Regions from separate parts of the Mus musculus genome. Here regions 2 and 3 are each linked to region 1. The links are chromatin contacts, called in public HiChIP or PLAC-seq and promoter capture Hi-C maps. All regions are on one chromosome and are shown on one strand. The core of a region is the stretch at or near the end of the contact, and the rest is flanking DNA. Distances in the headings are between cores, read along the strand shown. Region 1 holds the start of Atg4c (autophagy related 4C, cysteine peptidase). Region 2 holds the start of Foxd3 (forkhead box D3). Region 3 has its middle 24 kb from the start of I0C0044D17Rik.

Evidence for each region. Promoter capture Hi-C pulls out the DNA fragments that hold promoters and counts their contacts. HiChIP or PLAC-seq counts read pairs in DNA pulled down with a chosen protein or histone mark.
Region 2: a contact with region 1 is called in an H3K4me3 HiChIP or PLAC-seq map of forebrain, with 4 times the contacts expected there. The contact joins the promoter of Foxd3 here to the promoter of Atg4c in region 1. A contact is called at or near these places in 2 of 39 promoter capture datasets (the 3T3-L1 cell line and second pharyngeal arch cranial neural crest), 1 of 484 Hi-C or Micro-C datasets (embryonic stem cells), 7 of 115 datasets of contacts at active chromatin or transcription factors (astrocytes, embryonic midbrain, embryonic stem cells and 4 more) and 1 of 9 other capture datasets (adipose tissue).
Region 3: a contact with region 1 is called in a promoter capture Hi-C map of trophoblast stem cells, with 2.1 times the contacts expected there. The contact joins the enhancer-like site here to the promoter of Atg4c in region 1. A contact is called at or near these places in 3 of 39 promoter capture datasets (the C10 cell line, stem cell-derived epiblast-like cells and trophoblast stem cells) and 2 of 115 datasets of contacts at active chromatin or transcription factors (bone marrow-derived macrophages and embryonic stem cells).

The regions. Positions count from the first base shown.
Region 1 is chr4:99,192,109-99,196,070 of GRCm38.p6, reverse strand. It overlaps Atg4c (autophagy related 4C, cysteine peptidase), which reads right to left and starts at 2,137. Exons shown (of 11, transcript NM_175029.3): 1 at 1,619-2,137.
Region 2 is chr4:99,654,228-99,658,189 of GRCm38.p6, reverse strand. It overlaps Foxd3 (forkhead box D3), which reads right to left and starts at 1,891. Exons shown (of 1, transcript NM_010425.3): 1 at 1-1,891. The coding sequence starts at 1,565. The coding sequence ends at 156.
Region 3 is chr4:98,845,712-98,849,673 of GRCm38.p6, reverse strand. No RefSeq gene overlaps it. Among named protein-coding and RNA genes, the nearest start is that of I0C0044D17Rik, 24 kb to the right of the region's middle. Within about 2 kb of position 1,888, at least 22 of the 459 cell types and tissues checked have an H3K27ac peak or open chromatin away from gene starts, as enhancers often do. A contact at or near this core is called in embryonic stem cells and trophoblast stem cells, where this site is marked.

The DNA of each region.
Region 1 (3,962 bases), core at 888-3,387:
CAAACTCATGGAACTCCTCCTGCATCAGCCTCCTGAGAGCTGGAATTACAGGCACCCACCAATTCTAAAATAGTATACATTTATAATAGCAAACATAACTGAATGTATTTCAGATTGATTAGAAATAATCCCAACTCAGAAGCATATGTTTTAATTTTATTGATAGTTACAGACTGTATCTCTTAAAGAAGAATGACACACGCCCATAAACCCAGCACTCTGGACACCGAGGTGGGAAGAAAGAGTTGAGTTAGCCCAGGTTGTGTGGTTAGACTGTTTTAAAACAAAACAAAACAAAACAAAGAAGTATTAGAAACACTGCAACACAATAATTAAAAAGGCAGCTGGGAAAGTCACTTAAATTACAGGGTTCCCAGAAAATAAGACACCAAATATCTCTGTGTATAACATTAGCAAATAGCAATACAAAAGCATTAACCAATTCTATCAGACTACTAAGAACAAAGCTTCAAAAAAAGAGTTTCACAAAACATTTTTCAATATATTTGTATCCAGGCTAAAGAGTTAGCTCAGCAGTCACCAGCACTGGCTACTCTTGTGGATGACCTTGGTTCGATTCCCAGCACCCAAGGTAATCATCAGCAATTCCAGTCCCTAGAGATCACATACCCTCTTCTGACTTCAGGGGGCAGCAGGCATACCCATGATGAACAGACATATGTGTAGAAAAACACCCACATAACAAAATATTCTTTTTAAAATATATGTGCATCCCCTTTTATAGAAAAAGCATCAATTAAGGGGGCCTCTAAACTCATTTTACTAATGTAGACAATCCCTCACATTGCCCAGTTTTTAACTTCAGTTCTCAAATTCTTATGGCAGGTGAACCAGTTAATTAGCTTCAGACACTAGACTAATTAGAACTCTTCCCTAGTTGGAAAAATAAAAGCTTTATCATTTGAAACTCCGAAAATACATTTCAAAACCTTTCCAATCCCTCTGGGCACTTCCAAAGACTCATAATCTAATTAAAAGCCACAAGCAGCAGGCAGGAAAGATCACTCCTTTGTGTCTATCTGCTATCAACTGACACAAAATCAATTCCAAACTCCCAAGGGAATGTAAGGTCAGAAAAGGTAAACAAACAGAAGGAAATCTTCACCTAAGTAATTCAAAGATTAAAAAGCTATAAAATAATACAGTCTTAGCCCCGAGGTCGCAATGAACCTCGTGTGGAAAAGTAATCAATAAAGATAACAAAAATATACGACAAAAACCCTAAGAAAATAAACTCAAGCAGAGTTATGCTGAGCTGACCCAGTGATGTCGGGTCATCGCACGGAAGATTGTAGTCTGAGTTTCCAACTTCAATAACCCTCAGATGTGGGTGGGCATGTGAGAATGAGCAAAAGCCGGTCTATGAAGTCAGCGTTATTAGCACAGCCAGGGTATATAATGCTACAGATTGCGGTTTCAAACAACGAAAGGGGCAACGGGGCTACAGACGGACAGATTGAGATCTAACATTTCCCACACATACACTCTTTTTGTTTTAAATGAAGAGAAACAAGGAAGAGTCAATGGGATACGGCGGCTAGGGAGAAAACCTTTCCTGGTCAAGAAGGGTAGAACAGCCGGCCACTGGAAGGCTTACAGTTCAAAGGGCGAGGAGGAGTCGTCAGAAGATAACCCTCAGGAGGAAGCAGAATCGAGAGAGGCTCCAAAACCCTCCAGGAACCCAGACGGTTGGCCACGGGTCTGCACCAAGGGCAGGGCCGCCCCCAGAACCGGCCATTCGTAGACTACAAACACCAAGCTCCAACCTTCTCCACTCCGCCAGCCTCGAGCCGACCCCTCGGCGACACGGGACTGGATAACTGTACAGCCGCGCAGGAGTCCCCACACCAGACGCGCGTCGGCTCCAGCAGCCGCTCCGAACAGCGCGTACGCACCGCAGGACGTGCGGCCCGCGGCCCCGCGCGGCCACCGTAGCACAGCACACCGAAGCCTCCGCAGGCCGCGGTCCTGCAGGAAGCCCTGTCGGAGACCCTAAGCTCCCGGGCTGCAAGCTCAGAGCCTAGAGCAGTTCATTTGTGAGGGGCAGGCCCAAGTTAGATTTACAGCTGTCCCTCGTAACTGTAACTACTGGACTTCAGCTACTACCCGCCACGCACGGTGAGCGTCTGCGGTTTCGGGACTACAAGATCCAGCATGCACAGAGCTCTGGGTCCTTAAAACCAAGCCCACTTGGATTAAAAGACTAACAGTCTGTCTACTCCAAGGCAAGCTGTGGTATGGGGTATTGATTACATCCTGGTGGAGCATTCAGTTTTCACATTCAGATTCATGTTAAGAATTACAGTACAGGACCTGCCTTTAAAAAAAAAATCGGGAGAGATATACTAAATGATGTCAACATGTAATTCTACTAATATATTGTTTTCAGTAACGCAGACTGTTGGAGCAATACATAAGAAATAAGAGCAGAAACTACAAGGGGGAAAAAAATCAACAATCTCTGCTACCAGACAGTTAAACAGTTAAACATCGAGAGAATGAACGCCTTCTGGAATACAAAATATGTTCTTTGAATTTTAACTGTTTCACGATTAGAATTGAGTGGCGTTTTATTTGAAGATAGGGACTTGCAATACAGCCAGACTGACCCAGAACTCATTATCTTCTCTCAATCCCCTAGTGTTGGAATAAGAGATCTGTGCTAGGACGCTGGGAAAGTTATTTCATGTTAGTCTCATGAAAACAGTTGCCTAGAATTAATTACTAGAGCAATTTATTCACCAGTCACATGGGCCGGACAGGGGTATAACAAGACAACAAGAGGGTCATTTATTAGCATAGATAACAAGGTATCTGCTCCTTTGTCTGCTTGGATAGTTTGTTTCATATTTTGAAATGCAGAACACTTTCTGATGACTTGGAGAGGAGATAGCACAGATCTCACAAGCTGTCCTTCTCATAACTTCTATAAGGACTTGTATGAGGGTTCTCTAAGAAGCAGAACTGATAAGAGGAGTGTATATTAGACTTGCTTACAGGATGTGGTCCAGGTAGTTCAACAATGGCTGTCTCACACTGAAAAGGCCAAGACTCTGGTAATTGGTCCATGAGGCTACAGGTCTCAGAAATCCCATTCTGGCACTTGGATCCTGGAAGATTCCTGGAGCACTGTCTTCATTTCAATTCCAAAGAAATTGGATTTAGTACTGGCAGCAACTGGACAAATAAACTTGCCAGCAAAGGTGGGGCAAATGGATGTAGAACAGTTTCCTTCCTTTTTTTTATTTGGACTGCTACCAAAAAAATGTGGTCTAAATTTAGAGTGGGTCTTTCTTCTTCAAATAATCTGATTAAGAAAACTCCTCACTACAGTACCCAGCAGCTTTGGTCTGAATTAATTCTAGATGTAGTCAAACTGACCACCGAGATTTACCATCACACATGTGCTACCAGAATGGCTGTATTTTAATTTTTTGTCATACTATATTAACAAACCATGAGAACCGAGGCTTGGATTTATATGCTAACTATAGAAAAGTATGGTATATTATATGTATACCACAAGCAGAGGCTTTCTGCAGATTTATGGTAAAACAAACTTTTTAATTGGTTAGAAAAGGAAACGGTAATGCCTTACATTTTTACAGTCTCACAAGGGAGTCACAGAGGGACTTTCTATTCTCTAACACTGGCAAGGAATCCACTACCATATAAACCCCTTTCCGACTCCAGTGTGCTAAATTATGCAGTACAAGCAAGTAAATATTTAAAATCTATGATCATGGAAAAGAGTCTGCTGCTTTTCATACTCATGCACCAAACTGGAATTGCAGTGGGAGAGAACATTTCCAGTAGTGACTGGGTGGGAATGCTGATGAACTATAGTTAGGGGGAATGGGATTCACTGGTGTTTGTGGTAAATAAACACTAAGTTACAGTGATATTAAGGAAGCTTTTGAAATATGCTTCATTTCTGGTAG
Region 2 (3,962 bases), core at 642-3,141, 460 kb before region 1:
TGTTGGGGAGTCGGGGGCGGGTAGCAGAGTCCAGGATTGGGTAGAGGGACCAGGACCAGGACCAGGACAGATGGACCAGGATCAGAGAGGGCGTACCGCCTGGAAGAGCAGGCTGCTGCCAGAGGCCGCCGTCCGGCCCGGCCACTAGCTCATCACTATTGAGCGGGCCACTTGGCTTGCACGGCGGCGGCCGCAGCCGCTGCGGCTGAGGCTGCGGGCTGCAGGAACTGTCCAGACAGCGGCACGCTCAGAATGGGCGCGATGGTGGCAGTCGTCCGGCTCAGCGACAGGGGCTGGTGCGTGGCCATGAGCGCAGCCGACTGCACAGTCCCGGGCGGCCGCAGGAAGGACTGCGCGCCGCCGCCGCCCCCACTGCCCCCGCCACCCCCGGCTCCGCCGCCGCTCCCACCACCCCCAGCCGAGCCCCCGGGCGCCGCGGATCCCGCGCCTATGATGTTCTCGATGCTGAACGACGGCCGCGCACTGGGCTCGGACTTGATGAGCGACGTGGTGCCCGCCGCGCCCGCCGTGCCCGCGGCTGCCGCGGCGGCGCCCAGGGTGTTGAGCTGTAGCTGCAGGCTCGGACCGAGCTGCGAGCCGAAGGCGGCCGCTTTGCGGCCCAGCTCGCCCGAGGGCAGCAGGGGCACTGCGGGCGGCAGCACGGGAGCCACGGGTGGTAGCGCGTACGGGTACTGGAGCGCCGCAGCAGCCGCGGCCGCCGCCGCCGCCGCGGGGTGCGAGTAGGCGCCCGCAGCCGCCGCGGGGTGCAGGCCGTAGGGGCGGCCGTAGGGTCCTGCGCCCGCCGCCGCCGCCAGGCTGTAGGCTCCGAAGCTCTGCATCATCAGCGCCGTCTGCTCGCGCAGGTGCTCCTGCTGGTGGCGCTTGAAGCGCTTCCGGCGCCGCAGGAAGCTGCCGTTGTCGAACATGTCCTCGGACTGGGGGTCCAGGGTCCAGTAGTTGCCCTTGCCCGGGTTGCCCGGCTCGCGGGGGATCTTGACGAAGCAGTCGTTGAGCGACAGGTTGTGGCGGATGCTGTTCTGCCAGGCGGGGAACTTCTCCCGGTAGTACGGAAAACGGTTGCTGATGAACTCGCAGATGCCGCTCAGGGTCAGCTTCTTCTGCGGGCTCTGCAGGATGGCCATGGTGATGAGCGCGATGTAAGAGTAGGGTGGCTTCACCAGGCTGTTCTTGGGCTTGTTCGGGGTCAGACCTCCCGTCGCCCCGCTGCCCGCGCCGGGCCCACCGCCGCCTGTCACCGCGTCCTCGCCGCCCTTGCAGCCGTCGGCCTCCGGAGCTCCCGTGTCGTTCCCCGGCCCGGTCGCCTCGGTGGGCAGTGCCAGGGCTTGCGGTTGAGACTGGCCGTGATGAGCGCTCACCGGTGGCCCTTCGTCCGCCTCGTCCAGGCGCAGGTCCGGAGGCCCCGCGGGGCTGTCGCACCCGGCGTCGCTGTCCTTCTCCTCCAGCCCGTCGTCGCCCTCGCCCACCACATCGATGTCCACGTCCTCGGCCGTCAGCACCGTCTGGCCGGACATATCGCTGGCGCTGCCGCTGCCGGAGAGGGTCATCCCTCCGCGGGGTTGGTGGCGGCGGCCAGGAGCGAGCAGAGAGCGAGGGGGGCCGCGAGGGGCGGCCGCGGAGCTCAGGCAAAGGAGGTGTGAGTGTCCCCCGAAAGAAAGCCGGGGGGGGGGGAGAGGGCACAGGTAGCTCGGGGCCCTGTCGGGTCAGCTCACACGAGGAGGCCTGGCATCGCGCGGTGCGGGCGCTGCGCTCCGCAGCCGCGCTCCGCGAACTCTTGCGGTCCTCGACGCTTCTCTACGAGGAGACAGCTACTGCTCGCGACCCCGGAGGTTTCTCCACGCCGCACCCCCTCACTTCACCAGCCTTCCTCGACCTCTGGTTTGGGCGTGGGGTTCAGGAGCGGTCCAGGCAAGCGCGGGACGCCGGGCTCCAAGCAGCTCTGGAGGGCGCGGGCATGGGCGACCGCGGGGTTGGGGGTTGGGGGGGTGGTGACAGGGAAGCCAAGCCTGGGTAGTCGAAAGTCCCGTTTTAAGGACTGGCCTGATAGATTACTTTCTACTTAAAGATCCAGAGGGAGGCGGGGCCACGTGACCGCGCGTGACGTCAGGGCCGCCGTGGAGCTGGCCAAACTCAAGTTGGTTCAGGGAATTGTCAACAAAGGGACGACAGAAGCGCAACTCCTCACCGACTAGGCGCTAGCATCCCGCAGGCCCCGAAAGCTCTTCGGGCTGTTGGGAGACCCCTGCCCACGCTGGAGCCGGGTGTGGGGTTCAGGGAGGGCGTGAGAGTGGGTGGGTGGGGGTGGAGAGGGCGTGGGCCTAAGAGTGTCCTCCGGACTGTAGGGCTTCTTACCACCCTGCCCTCTCCGCCCCCTGCATTTTTCTTACTACCCTGCCCTCCCCTCTTTGCTAATATTATATAGACCAACTGGCAATGCAGAACAAGGTTGTGATTTAAAAAAAAAAAAAAAAAGAAAAGAAAAGAAAAAAACTTACTATTTTGATTTGCTTTGGGGTTTTGTTTTCGATTCAAGGATTAAAGGAACACATCCGGCTTCCTTTTGCTAATTAGGCCTCAGACCCCCTCCTGTTTCAGGGCTATTCCAGAGAAAAGACATCTGCTGATGTGCCTCGCATCACCCCCAAATCTAACTACTCAAGTCTTACCCTAGCTTTCCGGGCACGACGCAGGAATATATATATATATATATATATATATATATATATATATATATTCGCAACGGTCACAACACCATCAGCTGGGGTTTCCCGAGGTCAGAGAATAGCTATCGATTAACCTATTAGGATAGTTGCAGAGAAATAAAAAGGACGTAAAATAGCAGGGAACCTATAAACAAAGACGTCATAACTGGCTGTTGGAGTTGTTAAACGACTTAGCACAGAAAAAGTCGGAAATGAGCTGGAAACGGAGCAGGCATTGGCAGCGGTCTTGGGTAAGTGGAGAGGATTGGGGAAGAGGCTTTGGGCCTTGTTATTAGACGTGGCGCACCGACTGGGGGGGGTTGGAAAACTGGGGGGAGCTGGCGTATACTTCCGAGTGGAGGGCACGACCTCCAAGGAACCACAGTGTCCCAGGGCGTGCTGGCGGGAGTGGGCTCACCTCTGCTGCTAACTAATGTGGGTTATCTCTTAAAGTGTGAATAAACTATCCAAGACTTAACTTCTGTAGAAATCTGCGCCAAAGAAGAGGCGAGGATGTGTCCAGCGCACGTGAAGTACAAGGAATGTCAGCTCTGGTAGGAGAGACTGGGAAATCCCAGAGATGCTGGGGTGGGGACTTTAAAGTGACCCAGGGTCAGCGCCTGCTGTTGCTGAGGTGAGTGGACTCGGTACGTCCGTCCGAGGGGAACTGGTGTTCCCAGCCCGGAGTGGTTTGAGATGACCTTGGTCGCCCTGACCAACCCCACCCCCCTCGCTTTTAGGCCGCTTCTTTGTCAGAGGAGAGCACTTACCGATTTGAGCCTTCTTGAAACCCGATTAATTTGTGTGCTGAAGGCCTAGGGGAAGGATCTATGAACCCCAGGTTATAAGAGAATGAGAGGAGGAAGTCAGGGAGGAAACAATTTCTGTATTGTTTATAGGAAACAGCGAAAAAGTTAGGTACTTCCAGGTTGCCAGTGTGCCTCTGATTCTGTATCGTCACCTAGAGCCATTTTTCCTAGTTACATCAAATTAATAAAATATCTTAATATGCAAAATTGCATTTTTACAGGCATTAGGACACCACAGGTTGACGATTATCCCATTACACAACTCTCCCATCAATACCAGTAGCTCTTTGCGTATGGATTTCAATGCTGCTCCGAGTTGGGCGGCTACAGGCTTGGGGGGCGGGGGTGGGGGTGGGGAGAGCAGTGACTATCCTGAGAGGTCTGGAATCTCTATGGTTTTTGTTTGTTTGTTTGTTTCCAGTTGATCTTGGGG
Region 3 (3,962 bases), core at 639-3,138, 350 kb after region 1:
TTACTCAGTAGTCACAAGATACTGTGTCAGACACAGAAACAAGCAACTAATGGCTATTACCTAGGCTAATGGTAGCTCAAGCTAACTGGCACTGGATCTACAACGTTGTAACTCTCACAAATACAAAGTTTCAACTGGCCAATCAACCATGCAGAGTCTTTACCACAAGTGTGGCTCTTTTTCTGAAAACTTCAGTTTCTAGGTTGTTTTTTGTTTTTTTTGTCTTTTTTTCCAGGGGTTGGGGGGAGAGCATTGTTTGTTTTGTAAAATCTGTAGCATATATATTCTAGATCCAATTTATAAAAATATGAACCAGGTACCCAGCTTGGGGTCTGGGGGGAAAGCTGTGACAGTGCCTCTTGTTGGTGATTGGGGTGAAGCCCTGGCTGTGATGTGAATTGCTGTGGGTGGTTTCTGAAGAGCCAACACTTAGTGTTTGCTCTATTGGAAAGAGGACAAAGGGATATTGTCAAATTGAGCTGTCAGGGCTGCTGATGAACTTGGACCAGTTTCTGTCATTGCAGAAAGTGGGAGCAAAGGAGAGATGTTGGATCTGGGGCATGTGACCATCTCAGTGGCACTTCAGGTACCTGGAACAAACCCTACCTGCTGCTGGAGATGATGCTGACAGCCAGGTTTCAGGTTGGCCATCACGTACCTCCTCCACCAGAGCAGCAGGCAGAGGCTGTTGGGAGCAGCAGTTCCCTCAGTGTGGTCAGGGCACAGCCTGTCCTGAGAGCCTTGGCAGTGACATCATAGGCAACTGTTCTCCAGACTACTTCCTGGGCAATCATCAGCCATTAGGAGCCAGAGCAAGCAAATGGGCTTCCTATGTGGCATCTGGTGGCCCCAGTGCACAGATTCTGTAGGACTGCTCAAGGTTGCTCAGTGGGAGTACAAGTGACTTCAAGGCTCTTGTGGAAATATCCTTGGTTTAAATTAACTATAAACAAAATGCCAGACGAGTGGTGGTGGGGTCTAGCATCTTCACATGTTTTTCAATTGAGGTTCTTTCCTCTCAGATAACTGAAAGGTTTTCTGTTTGTTTCTGTCTTTGAGGTTTCATAAATAATTGAGAGAGAGAGAGAGAGAGAGAGAGAGAGAGAGAGAGAGAGAGAGAGAAGACATCTTTAGTGTTTTAATAAGGAACATTGAATCTGTAGATTGCTCTGGTTGTATGGACAGTCTAGCTATCAGTGCTGGCCACCCTAACCCAGGAACTCATGTCTTTCCAATTGCTTATGATGGCTTCTTTTCAATTAAGCTTTTTTTTGGGTTTTGGTTTTTTTTTTTTTTTTTTTTTTTTTTTTTGGTTTTTTGAGACAGGGTTTCTCTCTGTATAGCCCTGGCTGTCCTGGGGCTCACTTATTAAGCTTTTCACTAGAGAAACTTTATCTCGTTCATCATACCTTGATATTTTGTAGATATTGTAGATGGTGTTGCTTTCTTGACTTTTGTTTGGGTTGATACACTATCAGCACTTGATAGCCATGCTGATAATTGTACTTCATAACTTTGCCAATGTTCTAATAATATTGCTTTAATGGAGTCTCTGGGGTTCTTCTCCATGCACAGTCATGTTGTAGAGGGCACAAGGTCCTTGTTCTCACAGATAAACACTAGGGCAGTGAGTCTCAACTTTCCTCATGCTTCAATCCTTTAATACAGTTTCTCATGTGGTAATGACTGCCATCCACAAAATGATTTCATTGCTACTTCATAGCTTTAATTTTGCTACTGTTATGAATCATAATGTAAATGTTTGAAATGCTCGATACTTGCTATGTAACCCCTTCTGTGTGAACACCTACAGGTTGACAAACCCTGCACTATGGGAGCCAGGAATGTTAAACATGCAAGGTTATCTCCTCAGAAGAATGGATGCATTTCTGTTTTCCGCCTGGAAAGGTGGGAGTGGACATAGTTACCATCCTGGTGACCTGTGCTATCTATAGGGTCAGACCACACCCGAATCCCTCGGGCTATTATGTTTGTCCCAGACTCCCCCATCCCCATCCCCCAGGACTTTATCTTTAGCATTGTTTCTCTGTCAATAGAATCCATCTCTAGGGAACTTGTTCCAAGTACTTTGTAGCATGATGACCTCTGTGATGACCTAGAGACCCCACCAGGCTCTTAGGCCATAGAACCCCTCCCTATGGAAGAGGTCATGTTTACTTTCCAATAGAGTTCTGATACAGTCACGTCTTAAGCTTTATTCTGATTATTGTCACTGGGGAAAACTTTTCTTTTCCAAGGTTGAACTAAATTTAAATCTGTCTAAAAAGAATTGCCTGGTGTCAGACTCTAGAAGTTTGAACCAACACTGCCTGAGTCATGTTGGAATTCTTACTCTTTTCCTCTCAGGCAGATTCCAGCCCTTCCTGGTGTGTTGGCTGTTGGCTTGTCACATATGGCTTCTGTTATGTAAAGTTTATCCTTTCTTTCCTTTTAAAATTTGTTGGGTTTTTAGACAGGGTGTCGTTAGTTGGCCGGGCTGGCCTGAAACTCAAGATATAGATCAACCTGGCTTCAAACTCACCATCCTCCTCCCTCGGTGTCATTGATGATGAGAATACCATCATTGCAGTGATAAAGAATTTTCTTCCTGTCTCTAATTTGTTCACATTTTAGTGATGAAAGGAAGCTGGATTTTATCTAATAACATTCATTTTATCTAATAACATTCATGTATCCATCAGGACAGTCCTGGGTTTCTCTTCTCCATTTATTCAGCTGGTGTATGGTCTCCTAGAAATGAAGCTCTTCTACAGAAGTCCAGACAGCAAGAAAGCCATGGGTTCTAACGTCACAAAACCCATCTGCCACTCATCCTGCTTTTTGAAGTTGTTTTTTTATTACTTGTAATTATATGTATATGGAGGAAGGGCAGTGTGTGCACATGAGTGTAGGTGCCCCTGAAGACCCCAAGGAAATGGGGTCTCTGCAGCTGAAGTCCCACGTGTCTGTGAGCTGCCCAATGTGCATGCTTGGGTCCTCAAAAGCAATACACATTCTGACCACTGAGCCATCTCTCTATCCACCCCGCCCCCAAGCCACTCAGTTTTATGCAGTTGTTGGCTAAGTGCTTAACCCTTTGAAGTGGGGATAAGAATGTGTACATCTGTGAGAAACTACTGCTTAACAGACACAGTTTTGATTCAGGTTGTAAAACGTTCAGGAAATGGGTATTTGTGTCAATGAATACCTTCAGGGTATAATTGGTGCCACTGAAGTGGACACTTACAAATGGTTTAGAGAACTTCCCATCACACAGGTTTGTCATTTTTCTGTGTGTGCTTCATACATCCTTACGGAAGAACTAAGCAATAAAACCCACAAGGAGGATTAAAATGAGAACCCCCATAAAAGGGTGGCCTGGGGTGGGTGACTGCGGTCGGAAGACAGTCATTCCATTTTTCAGGAACGCCTTGGGTCCTATAACCAGAATCTTTTGTGGTCTCTTGGCAAGAGACAGACCTCACAGAGAAAAGCCTGACTCGCAGAATTAGCAATGCGGAGGCTCTCAGGGCTTCAGGCAGATGGATATTGCTTATGTTTGCAACTCTCAAACTTGTAAATGGAGCTGGGTTAGACCCAGTTCGCTCCATCTGGTCAGCACTGGTTATCGCACCCAGCCAGCCAGCACTTAGTGAGCAGCTGTGCAGTCATTAGGGGGGGAGGGGGCGTTAAGGAATGTTTTATTTGTACCTTCAGACAAAGGTCAGGTTGTGCATCACGGTCGGCTAGTGGAACTGCTTCTCACCCTCCCCTTCCTGCCCCACCTCACCTCAGTGGCCCTTCATCCTCTCACCACAAGGGCTAGACTTTGCCACCTGAGCCAGACGGACGTGTAGCATGGGTGGGGGAATGGACTGCGTGGTTCCTTTGTGATGTTGGCTTCAATTGTAGCAGCAGTCCCTAGCCCAGCCCAGGCCAACCCAGCCCAGCCCAGCCCTGCC